2 separate regions of the Callithrix jacchus genome follow, and region 2 is linked to region 1. Evidence: chromatin contacts called from public Hi-C data. All regions are on one chromosome and are shown on one strand. Each heading gives the region's core, a stretch centred on a gene start, on an enhancer-like site or on the middle of the called end of the contact. The rest is flanking DNA. Distances are from core to core; before and after follow the strand shown.

Region 1 (5,370 bases), core at 903-3,402:
CCTCTGCCCTCCCAAGTTCAAGCAATTCTGCCTCAGCCTCTTGAGTAGTTGGTATTACAGGTGCCCACCACCCCATGCCTGGCTAATTTTTTTGTATTTTTAGTAGAGTCAGGTTTTGCCATGTAGGCCAGGCTGGTCTTGAACTCCTGACCTCAGGTGATCCACCCACCTCAGCCTCACGAAGTGCTGGGATTACAGGTGTGAGCCATCATGGCTGGGTGAACTGTGAACTGAGATTCTCCCATGGCTGGGAGAATCTCAATAACTACCTAAGACAAATAGCTTGATTGTAAAATTGTCACAGATAAGTTCTTAAACCTGCACACTAGCGTTCTTAAAAAAAAAAAAATTCCACGTTGCCATTCTGGGTAGCAGAATCTTCATCACCAAGGAGATCTGGCTAGTGCTAGAGCCTGTGAAGGAAACAGCCTGTGCTCAGTAATTCCACGAATTACAGCTGGTCTCCAAATGACATTAATTTACCGATAACCTCATAACCTTCCAAGATATAACATTAGCCAGGCCACTCAAAATGATGTTAAAATTACAGGACTTTGGACTTCCAGCAGAACATGAATAGTTTTCTTGGTAAACAAGGAAGGTCTGTATATGTGATCGTGACATAGCGTTTTATTTACACAAGCCTTAGAGGGTGCAGTCTCTGGACACTAGTAAAGAACATTTATTTATTTGGTTATTTATGTGAAAAATATTCCACAGCCCAGCTCTCTGCCTTGCTAACAAAGAAATGTTTGTCTCTTAGGAAACGAAAACAGTGAAGGTCACGTCAAGCCAAATGGATCCGAACACAAGAGGAGGGAAGATTCCGCTGAGATGTGGCTTTCCACTTAACTTCAGCCAAAACACTCGAGTGGCAAGATTCGCTTTCAGATAATATTATGTTGGCCTCGGAGGATTCCATGCCGATCTGCCACTCCTTGGAGAGGTTTACAAACAGGGACCAGAAATCCATGGCTCCCAAGAAGCTCGGGCCCCTCTCCTCGCCGGGCCACGAACTGCTCCCCCAGCTACAGAAACAGCGCTGGCGGTCACTGCTTGCCCAGTGCCAGTGACAGGCCAAGGGGACTTGTGCGGCAGGTGCCTCTGACCAACATCACTGTTTCTGGGAAAAGGCCACATATACTAGAAACAACTGCTCTGGCCTTCCCAGGGGCACTGGGTTTTCTCCCACGCCAGTAATCTATTATTCGGTTTCCGTTGAAAGGTAGCTAAATACACGGAACGCAACAACCAGTGTAGAAGGGGCTTGAGTCAGCATGTTGGGAGCGCACTGCAGATGGGGGCAGTGAGCGGGGCCGTGCCTTGCTGAGTGTGTGGCCAGTTCCTGTGGCCACCGGGTAGTTGATAATCTCCACTCTTCCCGCAGGTGGAAAGCCGAGCGCGTTCCACCACTTCACCAAGGGTCCCGTCCTCTAAATTTCTATTAGCCGGAAGTGCCAAGTTAACAAGCAAACCAAAAGAAAAAAGAAAAAAAAAAAAGCGATGGAAATGCCTCGAGAAGGGAGGGCCTTATTTCTGCAAAAGGCATCATTAGCAAACAAGCGACTGCTCTGTCTGCGAGAGATCAGTGTTGACTCATCTCCAGACGAACGGTCAGTGGCTCCGACTCCCGCACACCGAGTCCTCTGCGAGGCGCCTGCCTGCAGGTTTTGCCACGCGGGACTGCCTAGGGAGGGGAGCCTGCGCTGGCGGTCACCGCGGCGCACAGCCTGGGAAACCGAGGTGCGGGGCTGGGGAACCCCGCGTCCTGTTTCTCTCCCGGAAACAAGTTCTCCGGTGCGCGCAGCTGACGCCCCACGCCTTTCAGAACGCCGGCTCTCCGACTTCCCCAAAGCCGTCCCTTCCGCGGCAAGAGGCGCAACTCCGGTCCGCACCCTCTGATTCCCGGTGCCCTGGGGCCTCCCGCCTGGAACCCGGGCTGCCCAGGTTCAACGGCAGCGGACCGCTGCGCCCTCCCTCTCCTCCCCTCCCCTAGAGGACGCCGGCGGGCCGGGGGAAGAGAGTTCGACCCGGATCCCCGACCCTACTCACCCAGGAGCAGCCAGAGGCAGCGCCGCGGGAGGCGGCACAGGGCCCGGGCCATGGTGCACAGCGGAGCCCAGTCCACCCACCACGCGCCCCGCCGAGGACTGAGCCCGCCGCGGCGCCCGCCCGGAGGAGACGTGCCGGGGGCGGGGGCGGGCGCGGGCGCGGGAGGGGTGGGAGGCGGCGGCCGCGTGGCCCGGCCCACTGTGGCTCCCCAGGTGGGTGCCAGGGCCGGGGGCGCGCGAGGCCGGGAAAACTTTGCAGGGGAGTCGCGCGGGCGTCTCCGGGGGGGACGGCACACTTGGACTTCGAGTGAGGCCTTCTGAAATGTTCTCACTTTTTAAACTAGGGAGGGTCTCCTAGGCGACTCCGAGGGAGCGGCACCTTGGTCTCCACCTGGGCATCTTCCCCTCCTCCTCCTCCGAGGTTCTCCTGCCTGGGGTTTGCTTTGCAAACAGGCTGAGATCTCCCCACCGCGTTTACCTCTCCTCCCAGGTGCAGGCGCTGGGGAGCGTTGGCGTCACCTCCCCCCCGCTTCCCCGCCAGGCGCCTGGGGAAGACCCCTAATAACCCAAGATGGCGCACACTCCCAGGCCCTGGAATGCTGCTCCAGATCTGCAGGATGAGTGGGTGGGAAGAGGCCGGGGGCTGGAGGGAACGGGGCTCTTTGGGGAGATTGAGATGGCCTGGGGGTCTCGCTGTTGATGGGTAGCGAGCGCCTGGCAGGAGGTTTGTGAGGGTCTGGGCAGAGAGTCCTTAGAGACGAGGTTTGCTTTGGGGACCGTCACTCTGGCAGCTGCATGGAGAACTGATGGGGGATCTTGGGTGCATTCCTTTATCTAAAGCGGTGAGAGGAGGGCGCTCTGGAGATGGTCTGGGAAAGCCTGGGGAGGGGTAAGTTCTGGAAGGCACAGGCCTGACCTGGGCTCTAAGGGCATTACTAGTGGCTGGATTTCACCTTGCAGTGGGTTCCTTCTTGCAATAACCTGTTCTGAGAACTCTTAGCAATAGTAAATTTATACTCATGCTAAAGAATGCACCGCCTCTGGAGGGGGACGGATCACCACCCTAGCGTTGTGGCCACAGCTGTCTCTCTTGTGGAAGTTGCAGTCACACGGCACTGCTGAGTGACCAACAGTTCCTCAGCAGTCAGTGGCTGAGCGGCTGCTGCCATCTGCTGTAAGCTCAGAGAAGGGGAGACAGCTGACAGGGAGGCCATCCACCAGCTCTTCTAACACAGGCTAGGAGGGCCCTCGGGGCCAGCATGCCTTCTCCCCCACTGCGCGGGGCCCCAAGAGTTCTGAGAGTGAGGGGTCTGGGTGAGATGGTGGGGGAGGGCACACTCTCTCTTGATTAGCCCCTCTTGAACCCTAGGAGATATACCCCATTAGGTGGCCCGGTCTCCCTACTTTCTTCATTTAACAGACATTTGTGTCCCTACATGCAAGACAGTGTTACATCAACAAGCCCTGCCCTTCAGTTGGTGAATCTAGGGGGTAACCTCTAAAACTCTCAATAGCATAAGTGCCACAATGCGGGAGCCATAGGGAACAAGGGACACTTGCGTAAGCTGCCGTGCAAGTAAGAAGGCAAAGGACTTTGGACACAACGCAGCCCAGGCAGTCCTGAGGGCTGGGTGGAGAGAACACACAAGGGAAGCGCAGGCCGAGCTCGGGCCTGGCAGCCAGAGGCCATGCCAGGTAAGAGCAGCACAGCTGGTGGGGAAGGTGGGTGCCAGCACTGCCCTGGGACAGGTCAGCTGTGCATCCTGCACTAAGTGGTGGCCAGTCACAGTGGGGAGAGGAACCTGAATCTCTACAGCCATCACTCACCTTCCACACCCAGGGCCTCTGGCTTGAGCCACCCTTTCCACTTGTAGCCTGTGGACTTTGGCTACGTGTTCTTTTGGTTGGCAACTGGACTCCTCTTTCATCAGGCTCAGCAGGAGTCTTTCTTCCCAACATTTTTTCTTTGAAGCTTGACTGTAAGGAGGCAAGGCCAGAAGCCCTGCCACTGCTGTTTTCTCAACAGCCCCTAAAGCACACATGTTCCTAAGACAAAGCCTGTTTCTCAAGTTCATATGCTTTAAAATTCACAGTTCTCTGGAGAATGCTGAAGTAAGGCACGCACCTAGGGGCATGTTCTCTCCTGGTCATTTTCCTGTCTGTACCTTGGTTGACTAAGAGATTCCTTAGCAACCACTACCGGGCTTCCTTTCTCCCACAGTCGCAGTCTGATGTGTCTGTGTTTCTAATTGTGGTCATGGGTAGCATGGAAATCATTCGTTTCCCAGGGCACCTCTTCTAGAGGGACGTTTGGTTAAACAATGGAAGAGGTTAGAAAATGGCCAAGTGCTTTACTGCGTCCACAGTAGGGCTAAAGATATGATGAAAGCCTGGTCTGCACTCTAGAGATTCACTATTAACATAAGACTTCTGCTTTCAGCCAAGATGAAGTAACAGGGACTGGACTTATCTTCCCATCTTAAACTAAAAAGCTGGACAAAGTGTATGAAACAGCAGTTGTTGCAGAGGACCACAGGAAGCGCAGGGATCCCTGCGAGCAGGGAAACAAATGAGGTGAGTGCTAGAACTGCTCACTGCCTGGAGTTTCCAGACCACAGTCAGAGAGAGGAAACTCAGTCTGGGGAAGCCAGGCAGTTAATGCAGGCAGGGGGTAGTGCTGGAGAGCAAAGAGCTGCGCAGAGGATGCATCTGAGAGATCACAGAGGGTCCCACTGAGTCTCAGCCCACACGTCTAAGGACACCACCCAAGGGAAAAGAGCCTAAGAGCTCACACCCGCCTGGAAATAGTTCCAGTTCCCACCAACCACAGTGGAAAAACCTTGAAATACACAGAACATCAGAGCATAGTTAGAAGGGTAAGGCCTCTCTGTAGTCAGTAAAGATACAAAGGCCATTCTGGTGCTGCCTAACAAAACTTGAAAGCAACAACAAGAGCAAGTGATTTCCAAGTAACTTAAAAGCAATATGGGAGACAGAGTCACCCATTCAACTGAAAAATAGTAAAAAAAAAAAAAAAAAAAAACAGTAAAAGGAAAAAGCATTAGAGAGCCATGAGGCAACTCTGAGTGGCCCTAATATGGGATTAAGTGGAGCCCTGGTGGAAGGCAGGTGGGAAATATGTGAAGAACTATTATGTGGAACAGTTTCTATGAACCCATGAGCCAAGAACATCCCCAAACTGCAAGCACAAGAATCATCAAGAAAAATACATGAAGGCACATCATAATCAAACTGCCTAAAGCCAGTAATAAAGAGAAAACCTTAAAAGCAGCCAGAGGGGAAAAAACATTATGTATAG
Region 2 (5,370 bases), core at 1,241-3,740, 310 kb before region 1:
CATGTGTGAGTGCCCCCACTTTCCCTGGGGGCTCACAGGAGCCTGCTGACACCCCTGAGTTCCTTCCTGGACCCGGGGCTTCCTGAGGGTCTCAGTGCCTCACCCTGGTTCCTGCCCATCCCCGGAGTGAGGAAGCCAAGTGGGCAGGACAGCAAACGGCCTTAGCCCAGCCAAGCTGGCGACTGTGGCCAAGTGGTCCTGGCTGCCATTGAGGGGTGGCCCGGCCTCCCTCCCATTGCTCCAGCTGAGACAGAGGGAAACCTGTCTCCTGAGCCCCCACACTGAGGAGCCTGGCTTGGCCACTGGCAGGGCTAGGGGGTGTCTCCAAAGCACCCCGCTGTGATCCTGGCCTCCTGGGCCTAACCCACCCTCCCTACTGCTCCCTGCTGAGTAGCCCCCCCCGCCCCCCACCCTCTCTGCTGTCCCCTGTTCCACAGATCCCTGGATCCTACCTCTCAGCCTGGACCTCGAAGCTGAGAACACAGACCTGAGAGCAGGACTGCCCAGCCGGCAGCCAGGGAACACAGAGGCCTACAGGGCGGGGCAGGGCTGGGCTGGTGGCCACGCTGGGACAGGAGGGTATTTTTAGCCTCTGTTTGCAGGGCGGGGGGAGGGTCAGGCAGTGAGGGCTGGGCGGGTGGGGGAAGGAGCGAGACGCCGGCTCCTCAGTGACTGTCAGCTCAGAAAGCCCACTGAGGCCTTCGAGGGAACATGGCCTCGGAGAGACTTCAGGAAGGGCTCCAGGGCAAGGACGGGTGGAAGCTGTGGCCGCTGGGCTGACTAGTGGGGGCAGGGTGCAGCTTCCCCACCTGTTTCCTCATCTGCAAGGTGGGAACAGTGGAGCCCATGGTGGGGGACCGGGGTCCCAGAGAGCCTCAGCCCAGGGCCACGACACCGACAGGTGCTGCCTTCACTGTTGATGCTGACGGCACCTATGTGTCCTCTTGCTCTTTTGCCACAAGGGAAAATTCGATTATCCTGAATAAGGGCACTTTGGCCCGCAGAGGCTTTCCAAGCTTGGGGTCCATGGTGGTGATGCAGACACTTTGCCCAGAGAGGGGAGGAGGCACCCTCAGATTCGGGGAGATCCTGGGGCTCCTTCCCCCTGCTACCCCATGGCCTTGGCCTTGGGGCTGCCCAGGACACCTAAGCAACAGGGTCATCTACCACTACATCAGCAGGCTCCCAGCCTCCCGTCCAGCACTTGGTTCGTGGAGGTCGCAGGGGGAGTGCCTCACACCTGGGGGACCTGGCTCAGAACCGCAGGCCCTGAACAAGGTCAGGTGGGTTGAGTTGGGGAATGAGGGGCCACGGGACACAGTGGTCAGAGCAGAGCTTCGTGGTTGAGGGGCTTCAGGTGCACAGGAGAGAAGCCCTCAGCCCTCTACCCATTGGCCACGTGGCCTGACCAGTATGACCATTTCCAGCTGTGCTGCAACCTAGAGGAGCTGAGGCTGTGCCCTCTTGATGCTGCTAGGAATTGTCCTAACGCTCTTACACACCAGAGAGACCCAGGCGGCCCCCAGGGAGACAGAACCGCACTCTTGGGAGAGTTAGGGAATTTCTCAAGGACGTTGAGGTGCCTGCCCTGACCTCCGGGGTCCTGGACACAGGGCATGTGTTCTGTGAGCGTAGCAGCTGGGCTTGCTACCCGCTGAGGACTTGGTTGTGGCTTGGAAGCCATAGTCCCTGCTCCTGAGATGCATGCAGCCTATGGAGCAGAAGGTCACCACACAAATTACTGCCAGGTCTGCCAGGTGCTCCCAGTGTTACCTTCCAGAGAAGTTCCCTGAGTCCATGCCTCCTCTACAGCCCAGCGTGGCCCCCGCTCCTGCTCTTTCCCCTGCTCCTGTCACATACTGACCCGGGACTTTTCCCCAGCCTTGGGTGTCAGCCTCACGTTGGGGGGGCGGGAAGACCCCAACTCTCGCTGTGTCCAGGACCACCATGGGACAGGCGCTGGAGTGTCGGGTTTCCCCACTGTCCCCGCTGTATGCAGACAGAACATGCAGGGTTAATGCAGTCCCAGCTGGGGCTGGAGGAAATGAGGACAGGGGTTCTGATGACAGGCTCCTGTCACGGGGAGCTGGCTCTGCTCGGGGAACAGCACTGCTTGCCAAGTGTGGAGTCCTCACAGCCGCCGCCGTGGGGCCCAGAGCCCCAGCACCTCAGATGACAGGTCAGTTTGGGAAACTTGACACCAGGGGCGCAAAACGAATCCTCATCGACAGATTACTGCTGAGTGGTGCAGCTTTTTAAAAATACACTGCTAGTTTCTTTATGAGGATAGACATAACATAATTCCTTTTGGAAAACAGAAAAATAAAAAGCAGAAATCACCAGTAAAAGACCATTTGCCATTAACATGCTCCCAACTCTTACCTGTTGTCAAAATGAGCATGCCTGCGTGCGGTCAGTGCCCTTTCCTCACATGTGGTTATATTGTATTTCTGATGTGATCAGCACTTGAAGATAAGATTTTCAACCTCGGCTGGGCACAGTGGCTCAAGCCTGTAATCCCAGCACTTTGGGAGGCTGAGGCACATGGATCGCCTGAGGTCAGGAGTTCAAGACCAGCCTGGCCAATGTAGTGAAACCCCCGTCTCTATGACAAATACAAAAATTAGCCAGGTACACGCCTATAGTCTCAGCTACTCAGGAGGCTGAGACAGGAAAATCGCTTGAACCCAGGAGCCAGAGGTTGTAGTGAGCCAAGATCGCACCACCGCACTCCAGCCTGGGGGATAGAGCAAGACTCCGACTCAAAGAAGGAAAAAAAAAAAAAAGCGATTTTCAAATCAATAGGATAACATGACACTTTGTGAAGTTGGGAGTGATAACTGGTCACTCCACCTGTTCGTGGACGTTCAAGCTGTTTTCCACTTGGGCCTGTTATAATGAAGGTGGCATCACCTGTGTGATTATTCCTTCGGAATAGATTCTGAGCGTGAAATCGTGAAAATGTGTGAGGCCGGGTGCAGTGGCTCACGCCTGTAATCCCAGCACTTCGGGAGGCCAAGGGTGGGGGTGGATCACTGGAGGTCAGGAGTTAGAGACCAGCCTGGCCAACATGGTGAACCCCTGTCTTTACTAAAAATACAAAAATTAGCTGTCCGTGAATCCCTGTATTCCCAGCTACTCGGGAGGCTGAGGCAGGACAATCGCTTGAACCCAGGAGGGGGAGGTTGCGGTGAGCTGAGATCACGTCACTGCACTCCAGCCTGGGTGACAGAGCGAGACTCCATCTCCAAACAGAAAAAGGAAAAAATGTGTGAGTGCCCCTCTGCTGGGCCCGAACGTTCCGGCTGTGCGGATGGCCCAGTCCGCAGCCAGTCTGCCCAGCCCTCGGGGTGTTACAGCCCTGCACAGCCCCTCCCACTCCATCGGGGCGATGTGGGGCCTGGCTTCCACCAGGCCGTCCTTGTTCCCTTTCACCAGCGCTCTCAGCGCGTCGGACGGCGCCTCCTTCCCTGCGAACCTGCTGCGGTGCCGCTCTATTCACTGTTCACATTTCCTTTTTCTTGGGTCCAAACCACCTTGTTTGAAGGCATCTGGCTCTGTAATGATGACATCTTCGGATCTGAGATGGAAAACCCTCGTTCTCTGCTAGTTACATGTTTTTGTCTGCTGCATTAGCGATCTCGCACCGCGTAAGGAACCGCCCTGAAACCCAAGGTCCTAGAACCGTGCACAAGTGTCGTCTCAGTGTCTCCTCCGGAGCACGTGCTTGCGACCTCGTCTCAGCGTCTCGTTGGGAGCGCGTGCGTGTGTCCTCGTCTCAGCATCTCCTCAGGAGCGCGTGCGTGCGTCCTCGTCTCAGCGTCTCCTCAGGAGCGCGTGCGTGTGTCCTCGTCTCAGCATCTCCTCAGGAGCGCGTGCGTGTGTCCTCGTCTCAGCATCTCCTCAGGAGCGCGTGAGTGCGTCCTCGTCTCAGCGTCTCCTCGGGTGCGCGTGCGTGCGTCCCCGTCGCTCAGCGTCTCGTCGGGAGCGCGTGAGTGCGTCCCCGTCTCCCAGCGTCTCATAGGGAGCGCGTGCGTGCGTCCTCGTCTCTCAGCGTCTCCTTGGGAGCGCGTGCATGTGTCCTCGTCTCAGCATCTCCTCGGGAGCGCGTGAGTGCGTCCTCGTCTCTCAGCGTCTCCTTGGGAGCGCGTGCGTGTGTCCTCGTCTCAGCATCTCCTCGGGAGCGCGTGCGTGCGTCCTCGTCTCTCAGCGTCTCCTCGGGAGCGCGTGCGTGCATCGTGGTCTCAGCATCTCCTCAGGAGCGCATGCGTGCAGCCTCGTCTCTCCGCGTCTCATCGGGAGCGCGTGCGTGCGGTGGCTCCACCTCGGGATGACTCAGCAGGGTCCCACGAAGTGCTGAGTCCAACTACAGTCATCGGAAGTGGGGAGTGAGGCAGGAAGGGTTTGCGGGCTGTGGGCTGCAGAACCAGTTCCCCCGACAGGTCCCTCTGTAGAGCCGCTCCCAGCGGGGCGGCTGCTTCCCTGAAACAAGGCCGGCAACGGAGATGAAGCCCGGAAGGGGGGGCCTTTTGCTGCCCACTGGGAAGGGATGTCTGCAGCTTCATCCTATTCTGGGGTACCCAGCGTGGAACGGGGCTGCATGCTGTGGCCACCCAGAGGCAGGGGTTGCTGGGGGCCTTCGTGCAGGCCGGCCTCCATGGCAGCTTCGTTCATTTCTTCTTTTAAATGGCCTTCAGAGATTAAATTTTTAGGAAGAGCTGGGCTTTGCGTTAAGCCGGTGCACCGACATGCAGGGAGCCCGCCCCTCTGCACGTTGACCCAGACGCGGGGGAGAAGCTGGGTTCCCGCACTGCCCTTGGCGAGGGTCGCTGTTTCTCCACATATCCATCCTGCCCTCGTCTATGGGCTGGGGACACAGGGCTCCCTTTCTCCTGGATGTTTTTGATTCATCAGGAGGCTCCTGGGCTTTGCATGTGGCCGCCTTGCTGATGTCGGCGCCTCCACGGTGCTAGGGCGCGGACTCTGGTCCTGAGTTTTTCGTCAGTTGGACAACGGATTTAAGGCACCAAACGGGCCCTGCAGCTGAGTGTGACATTGCGGGGGCCAGCGCCTGCCTGCTCCGGGGACACAGGCTCCCCACAGGTGAGCTGCTGCTGGGCCAGCGATTCCAGCTCACTAGAAATGTCTTAAACCTCCAGCTTTCCACACCTACCTAAATGATGCAGAAGGTCACTTACGGGGCACTCCAGAGCATTCCAGCAGCACTCCAGGGACCCAGCCTGGATCCGAGCCACACCTCACCCCTCACCTGGCAGCCCACCCCAGGCCCTCCTGGGACCCTGATGTGTGTGCCCACTGCTGGCCTTGATCAAGCTCCTCAGCTGGGAAACAGGCCCAGAGGTTTTGGAG

What was found. Hi-C and Micro-C count contacts between places; a contact is called where the count stands out from the background.
Region 2: a Hi-C map of skeletal muscle shows a contact between it and region 1, with 4 times the contacts expected there. The contact joins the promoter of KLHL30 here to the promoter of RAMP1 in region 1. A contact is called at or near these places in 2 of 3 Hi-C or Micro-C datasets (induced pluripotent stem cells and skeletal muscle).

What each region holds. Positions count from the first base shown.
Region 1 is chr6:159,153,027-159,158,396 of calJac240_pri, reverse strand. RAMP1 (receptor activity modifying protein 1) reads right to left here and starts at 2,152. Exons shown (of 3, transcript XM_002749964.6): 1 at 2,053-2,152. The coding sequence starts at 2,104.
Region 2 is chr6:159,465,553-159,470,922 of calJac240_pri, reverse strand. It overlaps KLHL30 (kelch like family member 30), which reads right to left and starts at 2,490. Exons shown (of 8, transcript XM_035306206.3): 1 at 2,383-2,490.